Regions from separate parts of the Gossypium raimondii genome. Here region 2 is linked to region 1. The links are chromatin contacts, called in public Hi-C maps. All regions are on one chromosome and are shown on one strand. The core of a region is the stretch at or near the end of the contact, and the rest is flanking DNA. Distances in the headings are between cores, read along the strand shown. Region 1 holds the start of LOC105783162. Region 2 has its middle 9.9 kb from the start of LOC105783168.

Region 1 (4,622 bases), core at 1,476-3,975:
GTGTCGATGTTTATATCTTATAAGGTATTATGTACCGGTGATAGATACCTTATCGATGGCTGAGATCCAACATTTGTTGCGGATTCTCCACAACTCGTATGAGCAACATCGAGTAATGGTTAATGTCCTTAATGAAAACGTTAGCTATGAATTGAATATGGTTGCTATGCATATTATGTTATTTATATGTATGGAATGATGTATTGACCAATTTGGCTATTTCATGAAATGTGTAAGATGACAATGGAATAATATGTCTATATGTTATTTTCATTAGTTAAAATACGAATTGTTAGGTACGTTGTGTTTAATTTCATACGAACTTACTAAGCTTTAAGTAAACTTACCTTCGTTTAAATTTTCTTCCTTGTAGATTGTTGAAAAACGTGTTGTTGATAGGATCGTCTCCGGAGCTCATACTATCCACCAACTCTTTTGGTAGACTTTTGCTCAATTTGGCCCGGTTATAAGTGGCATATAAATAGGTGTAAACGATTATATAATGTGAAATTGAAAATTATGTTTTGTGCCATTTTCATGTGAATTATGTGTAATGGCTTGTTATGGCATGAATTGGTATTTTGGTGAACTTTGCTTGATGAAATCTTGGCATTTGGAATGATGATCATGTGGTTGTAGTTAGGTATGAATATTTGGTATGTTTGATGATGAATGGTTTGCTTGTGAATTGTTGAATTGAGGTGCCGTGATATATTAGTTAGGCACTTTGGGTTTTTTTTTTTTTTTGGCTAGTGCACTTAGGGTTGTTTTATAAGTTGTATTTTGGGTATATTTTGATGCATTAAAAACAAGTCTAATGAATGGTAAAATGCTTGTTTATGGCACAAGTAAGAATTGATTATGTGGCTTAATTTAAAAGACATATTTTAGCACACGCGGGTAAGTGACATAGTTGTGTGCTCTGTATGATCTTGGTTGTTTTGGTTAAACACAGTCATATTATATCTATGGAAAAAAATATCTTTTATTCTTTTATTTTTCTACTTTTTCAATTTTCTATCTTTCCAATTCTTTCCATTCTACTAATTAAATCCTTTAAGTTGGTTTTTTTCAACTTCTTCCCATACAAAAAGACTTGATGAATATAAGAAATGAAGCAGAGTAACAAGCTCATATTGGCTTACTTCACTAGCTAGATAGTTTAATTACACACACAAAGAGTTGGATAGATATTTGTCATCGTCCACCGATCAATTAATATGATTTTCTAAATCAAAGGCTTGAAAAGAGAAAACTATTATTAATCAATCCAATATTAATGGATGGAGTATCAATATTTTCATCTAAAGACAAACGGATGAAGCAATGGACAAAAGAAAAAACCTCCTTAACAAAACAGGTAAGTCCATACCATCAGTATTGAGAATGATGGATGGGTAGGAGCTGAATGGCCCAAATTAGCAGTGGGTTTATTTCAGCCGTTTCATGAAGCCTTTGAAGGGCCTCTCTATGACAAGCTAAGGTCAAATCCATTTACAAATAACCATTGGATTCGGGTAGAACCGGTAGGATATCCGCATTTAAACAAAAACATAATTATAATTTAAAGCAATTCCGTTTTGACTTGTTCAAAACAGATAAACAATTGAGACCGCCCCTTGAGCCTTTGGATTGTAGACGTAATGTTCCATTTTCCTTCTGATGATTTTATACCTCCAAATATATGCTTCCTGCCTTCTCTCTCAATATTACATACAGTTGCGAATAAATGAAATATAAAGATGAAAAAGACCCACAAAAATTCATGTGAGAATGATGATTAATGGAATCTCCGGTTAACTCAATAAAAAAATGACACTCTCGATCTCAGTTTCTATACAGGACAGAGAAGTTTTGAATATAATAGATATATGTATGTATGTATAATATGTTACATTGGGGGCTCATGGAAAATTAACAACTTGAAAGGTGGATCCGGGTAGGTAGATTACAGAACGGAGCCTTCGTAAATAGTGGACAGCCTTAGCTTAAAAGAACGAACGGCCAATTTGGCTCGTCTGGATGTGTATCGCTGCAATTTTCTAAAAGAAGCAGATCTTGACATCCCAGCTGGCTGAGGTTGAGTCTGGGACTTGGTAAAGGACTTGGTGCTGCTGGGTGTTGGGGCTGATGCGGTAGAAGCGCCAACAGGATCAACAACAGATTGAGCTACCACCATCACAGGGTTAATTCGGGCTTTCTTGCGCCGATTAGAATCGTTTCTAGAGTCATTCTGGATAGCAACGCTGGCTTTGACGGCCAAAGCGGCCATATCCTTGGAAGCCAATCGCTGCTGAAGCTTGGAAACGGGAAGCACGAAGTATATCTGATTGGGTTGCAGTTGATGGTCCGCATTCAAGGCCGGAACGTAATCGTCGTAAGATAAGCTATCCGAGTTGCAAAGGAAGATGGAGGAGGAAGAAGAAGAGGAGGAGGAGGAGGAGGAGGAGGCTTCGGCGTGAAGAACCTGAGAGGCGCAGACCGGGGGATTATATTTATGAAGATCACCGTTGAGGGAAACAACATGAGCTGTTGGGCGAGACCCAGATTCTGAAAATTCAGGGATTTCGTAAGAGAAACAGGCACCCATGGCATGGATGGATGGATGGATGGATGGATTGTTAGAGAAGAATATATAGAAAAGTGAAAAGGAATTGGGAGGTTTGGAATTGCAGTTGTATTTGAGGAGGAGAAATGGTTTGTTATTATTATGGTTAATTAACAAATAAATAAGAGGAGATGATTGAAGAATGTGGAAAGGGGGGTTTAATAAAGAGTGACGCGAGCCACGGCGTCACGCGGGGAACATGAAATACCGTTGGCGTTGCAAGTCAAAGGGGAAGCTGTTGTTGTACTTTTCAAAGAGATAGAGATGGGGACAGCTGATTCATACCTACTTTTTCATCCAACTGTTTGATTTTGACGTTTGACATTGCCAACCCTTAATAAAACCCCTTCCCTTTTTAACTCAGCAGTGACGCGTTGCGTAGGAAGGAAGCTATTTACTTGAGTTACACTCTCACACCTCCGCCACTTACAAAGCGCAGCCGTTATTTGCTGCTTATTAAAAGTCAGGCCGAGTGATGCTTCTTTTTTAATTTCATTTTCCATTTTTGTTTAATTGATATATGTTCCACGTACCAGTTTATTTGTTGTAATGGAGAGAAATGATCTTTTATGTTTTCACACTAATTCTAAATTTTAAATTATTTGTTTTATATTAAAAAATCAATCATTAATATTTTATATCATATAATAAAATTATCATATCGATTAAAATATTTACATGCTTGATAAATATAAATATTTTGATAAATTTAACTGTTGACTTATTCGTATGAAAACTTATGAAAAAATGTAAAATTATTTTAGTTTTATATTGATGTAAGTGAATATCCCTTTATTTAATGGTATAACTTGTTATATGATTAATGTAGTTATTTAAAGTTTTGTTTAAAGGTGCTTTAACCATGTGGCATGGTGGTTGCCCATCTCGTCCGTTAATCATGTATTTGAGAGATTTGATCTCTACTTATGAGAATGAAACATGCTTCATGACTAGTCATTTACTTTTCTAAAAAGCATCTATGACAAGTGGTGGAGCCAAGGGGACTGATAGGAGACCCGACCCCCTAAAATAGAAAGTTTTCATTTAAGCTTTTTATAATTTATAAAATTTTAAATCAATAATGGTAAAATTATACTTTGTCCCCCTAAAATAATAAAAATTTGACTTAATCCTTTAAAAATTATAAAAATATAAACAATTAAAATAGTGAAATTACATTTCTACTATCGTAAAAATATACAATTTAATTATGACACTCCTAAAAAAATTTACGACTCGCCACTATTCGTGACAAAAGAGTTAGTCATTGTTACCGATCATGATATCCTAAAATCAACAAAAGAGAAAATCGATTATACATAGTAGTAAAGCAATTTAAAAGAATTTGATGTTATTTTCAAAACGTGTTTTCTAAATTTGTTTTATTTATTTTAATTACATAAATTAGTTTATCTTTTATCTTTGGTGCACTTTTTTATTTAATATGTTTGAATTTTTCTTTTATAAAATATACAGCATGTCAAAGTTAAAATGTTTGTATAATTATATTAATAGCGGTGATAGAAGTCAAAGGTAATTAATATTTGTAGTGCTCAAAGTCGTAGATGGTTTGGAAAGTCTATTTTTTCTGTGAATATGATAGAAGGGATTATATAAAAAGGTTTGGAGTCGAACATGGCCCCGCTTAATGGGTACCTTATTGGATAAGAATAGAGGTAGGTTCTTAAAAAAAAAAAAATTAGGTTTTCATTGATTGACTTCAATGATATTTAAAATAAAAATAACGTACGATTAGTTAGTAAGATAGAGTATTGTAATAGTAAGATTAAAATCAAGCTAAATTTTAATGCAGTTGTAATAATGAGGTGACAATAGAAAATAATTATTTAAAGATATTAATATGAAAATTTTATATAGTGATGAATTATTTACATATATATTAAAATTATATTCTATCAAAATATCAATAGACATTGTTTTATATTAAAATAGGAATACAATCGTGTTAAAATAAATAAAAACTTAATATTTTAATAATAAATATATATTTTTA
Region 2 (4,622 bases), core at 816-3,315, 58 kb after region 1:
TACAATTATATATATAACAATCAATATCATATATTAGCACACAATAGCCATTTAATGGCTCACAACAACAATGCCATGAATTGCATGATTCAAATTAATTCCTTTTTTAATATACATATATTTTGCATTTTATTTAATTTAGTCCCTAAACTTGGGATAAGCATAACTTTCAATTCCTAGCTTGGATTAAAATCGATTTCACATCTTCCATTATGGACCCTTTACTTTCTATTTCTAGTATAATTTCATGAAATGTTTTACATTTATTCAATTTAGCCCCTAATGTTGCCAAGTTGATAAATAAGCTTAATTAACTTTGCAATTTAGTTTTTTTATAATCTAAGCTCAATATCTATCAATTTTGAACCTAATTCATTAATTAATCAACAATGGAAACTTGCTAAAAATTTAATAATTGAACAAATTGATACATGGGTTAACTAAATAAAGTTCCCATGATCACAAATCTATAAAAAAAATAAGAAAAAGGCTTGATTTTATTACCTTATTGATGGTTGAATGTAGAAACATAAAAATGGTTTCCTTCCTTAGGTTTTTCTAAGCATGGACTGTTGGAAGAGAAATGAATGGAGAAGATAACACTTTCCATCCACTAACTTAGTGTGTGTATATTGATTAAGGCTTAATTAATCAAACTTAATTAGCTTAATTAGGCTTAACTGTATTAATTTTTATTATTAACCAATCTAAGTGGCAAACATCGTCAATATCAATGAAAAATGGATAAATAACCATTTTGGCTCTTTGGTTAATTTTCATTTAAGTCCTCAAGTCTTTCCTTAATTAAAAGTCAACGGCAATTGAACTTTACAATTTAGTCACTGAGTCTTAATTAGCTATTCTATCAACTAAATTACTTGTCTATTCTTCAATATATTTCTATATTAACTTCGTAAATATTCCTGTTTTATATTTACAGACTCGATTTACGAAAATGGAGTTCCGAAACCGCATTTTTGGTACCAATGAAAATCAAATCGTTACAACCTGTTTAAAATATGGGTTCAATGCTCGAACCTGGACCAACCCGTTTTTCTAAGTTTAAGCATCTTGTGTTATTTTTTAAATATTATGTAATTTATAACACATAAAAACTAAGTCTATAAGAATATATACTACTATATAATGTTAATATTAAAAAATATTTTTTTGAGGAAAACATTAAAAAATTGTTAAGATGCTTATATATAAAATTTTGATGAATGAAAAATATTATGGGCGAGCCTAAAATGGACTTGTGTTAGCCATTTCCAAATATGAGCGGGCTCAGACAAAATTTTAGGCTTATATTTCAACTCGAGACAGACTTAGACAACTATAAAGTGTTTTAATGTCATACTTAACTTGACCCATTAACACCGAATTTCTAGCAAAAAAAACTCTTAAGAGTTAAATATATATATATGATTATATAGATTAAAGCATAATTAAATAAATATAAATAATTAAATTAAACTTCACAATAATGATTTAATTAAATCTATTTTAATGAAAATATAAACCTTCCTTTTAACTCTAAAGATTCCAAAAGAGTTATTAAATTCAAAAGAAAATGGGAAAATATCGTGGTAGTTTAATTAAATTCTTTAAAAATATGTAAATCACCCCATATCAACTCTAAATATTTCAAAAGGAATTAAAAATGTATAATATAAAAATGGTAGGGTGGAGAAAAAGAAGAGAAGACAAGACATGTGTGAATTAGAATGATGCAAATGTTTAAAGAGCTTAGAACCACATGCACATGGACATGGATATGGACATGCACTTCCAGCGGCATCTTGGACTGGGACCAAGCCTTCTCATCCTAAACTATCGCTTTCCGGAGGTCAGGGCGGCCTTATCATCAATATTCAATCCCTCAAGTCTTCCTTTAACTAAGTCCCAATATAATAATATGAACCATTTGTCCAAATAATTAATATATAATAATATGAACAAACATATATATATATATATATATATATATTCTAAGTCCTGGATTTATCCCACGATGAGACGCGTCCACGCATGCAAGAGCTGCCTACCGCTAATGGACCAAACGTACGCGCGTGTCATCCATCCCACTTTGTCAACCAATCAACCTTTTTTCATTCACACATATTCTCAAACACCTTATGGCTGATTAAGCAAATCAAACAACACGGACCACCACCGTCCGAACACAGCAACTATTACGCAATAGTTGCGTACGCCCGAAGAAATTTTGATAGTTCCTAGAAAATACCAATGTTATGTAATATGCATAATCCACGCGGAAGGGTGGAAATTTAAAACTATATTTTTATGAAAATTAAAATATAATTTTTATTATAATTTACAAGTATTAAATTGAAATTTTATATTTTTAGGTTAAAATGTAATTTTATCATATATTAATTTATAATTTTATAGATTTTAAAGGGATGTCCTGTCCTTGTATATAATTAAATTGCATAGTTGGTCATTCAACAATTTAGTAATTTTTCATTTTGAGCATTATTGACTAATATTATCAATGTCACTTATTCATTAACTCGGTAACAAATGATGGTACACTCTTTTTAACCAATGTTGTTGGAAGTGAACCAGACCTGCTTGTCTGACCGATTGAACTGAAAAATAATAGGTGTATTGGTCCAAATGGAGACATTGAATCGCTATTGAATCTCAAATCAAAATTAGGGTTCGTTTGTTTACATGTAAAAGGTTTTACGGAAAATATTTTTTGCATTTTCCTGTATTTGTTTAACAGTAAATAGTTTGGTTAACGGAAAATGACTTACAGGCCAATATAAAATAAGTCATTTTTCCTGTAAAATGACTTACCCTTTTGAAAAGCACAAGTCATTTTCCGGAAAAGAGCTCCTCTATAGATAATTTTATTTTTATATAAAAATTAACTTAAATCAAGCTCAGTATTATTATATTTATAATATTATTTTAATAATTTATTTAAAATTCTAATTTTATTTTAATAATAAATTTTAAAAACAATAATTTTAAATAATAATATTCACTAAAAATATTTAATATTAATATTTTAATAATAACTATTTATTACAATTATAAATATATTAATAATAAATGTTTTGTAGTATAAAGGTTAAACTATGTCATAAGTCTATGTACACTTCACAGATTTGCAATTTAGCCTTTGTACTTTTATTTTCAAGAATTTAGTCCCTTTACTTTTCAAATTTGAAAATCAAGTCCAATTGTTGACATCGTTAAATTTTTTGTCAATTTTGTTGATGTCACATTTTAAATAAAAATATGCAATTGATAGTCATGTAATTAAAAATGACGTTGTAATGAACCCTAATTTAACATAATATTTTTAATATATGCAAAAACAATGTAAAATATAAAATTATAGATAAAAATAAATTTAATTAAACAATGAAAAAAATAAAAAAAAATCTCAAATGCATGTTTGTTTCATTGAAAACAATTTTTATAAAATATTTTTAAGAAATCTACAAAACAACAGAAAATATTTTACACAGATTCATCCAAACATCAGAAAATACTAGCTTTTCCAGAAAAAATAAATTATTTTCTGGAAGCCATTTCCAGTGAAACAAACGGAGCCTTAGTTGAATCAGTTTATTGTATTTATTAATCCAATAATTCAAATTTTAGGTGATTTAAGAATTTATTTAAAGATTTACACACTTTTAATATGTATGTATGTGTCTTTAGATCAAATACTTTTGGTTGCTGTCATTTAATATTAAATTGTATATGTATTTTTAATTAATGGGTTATATGCCTATAATTGTGACAATGGTATTGGATTTTGTTAATGTGTTTATTACTTGAAATTATTTTAATTGACATTAATTATGTTGTTTACTAAAATTTATATCTTTTAGGAACTTGAATTTATATTGTTAATGTTGGTTTTGGTGGTTTAAATTCAATTTTTCAATATGTTAATATTTTAATTGAATTTAGAATGCTTAATTGATTTTTATGCCATTATTTTTATTTATTTGTAATTATATTCTTTTCTAAATTTTATTTTGGTGGTTAAACTAATTGAATTGAAATTTGGTGGTTTAACCAGTTCAATTTTGAAAACTATGTTTTAACTCATTGTACTATAGCTAAAGCATTGTTTTGGTGTTTTAGAATTTCTTTTAATGATAATTCTTAAAAAAACCCTTCTAAAATGAATTTTTTAATTTTTTTGAAATTATAAAAATATTTTTAAATTATAGTTATGTGGAAGTTTCTATTTAAAAACATAAAATTATTAAAATTATAAACTTCCAAAAGAATATAAAATATTTAGATTTTTAAAAATTATAGAAATACAAAAAATATTAAATTATATAAAAATTTTCAGAAAGTTGTAAAAGATTTCATAAAATAAAAATGTTATTTAAAATTTGGGGAAGAACCTAAAATCCAAATGTAGAATGAATATGGGGAAGCTCCTCAAGATGGGATGAATTTGACATGCATTTATGATTTGATTTGTATTTTGGACGAACTCATGGTTTGAACATATTAAAGTGAGCTTATGTGTTAAAAGTATATTTATAGTGCACGATTCGTTGCTTATGTGTTTTCCTTCAAACTAAAGATGTGTATATTTGGGTTTTAGACTTAGG

Evidence for each region. A called contact is a pair of places that touch in the nucleus more often than the background predicts.
Region 2: a Hi-C map of leaf shows a contact between it and region 1, with 3 times the contacts expected there. The contact joins the enhancer-like site here to the promoter of LOC105783162 in region 1. A contact is called at or near these places in 2 of 2 Hi-C or Micro-C datasets (both in leaf).

The regions. Positions count from the first base shown.
Region 1 is chr1:13,777,643-13,782,264 of ASM2569854v1, forward strand. It overlaps LOC105783162, which reads right to left and starts at 2,726. Exons shown (of 1, transcript XM_012608443.2): 1 at 1,763-2,726. The coding sequence starts at 2,590. The coding sequence ends at 1,949.
Region 2 is chr1:13,836,361-13,840,982 of ASM2569854v1, forward strand. No RefSeq gene overlaps it. Among protein-coding and RNA genes, the nearest start is that of LOC105783168, 9.9 kb to the right of the region's middle. Within about 2 kb of position 2,066, the one cell type or tissue checked has open chromatin away from gene starts, as enhancers often do. A contact at or near this core is called in leaf, where this site is marked.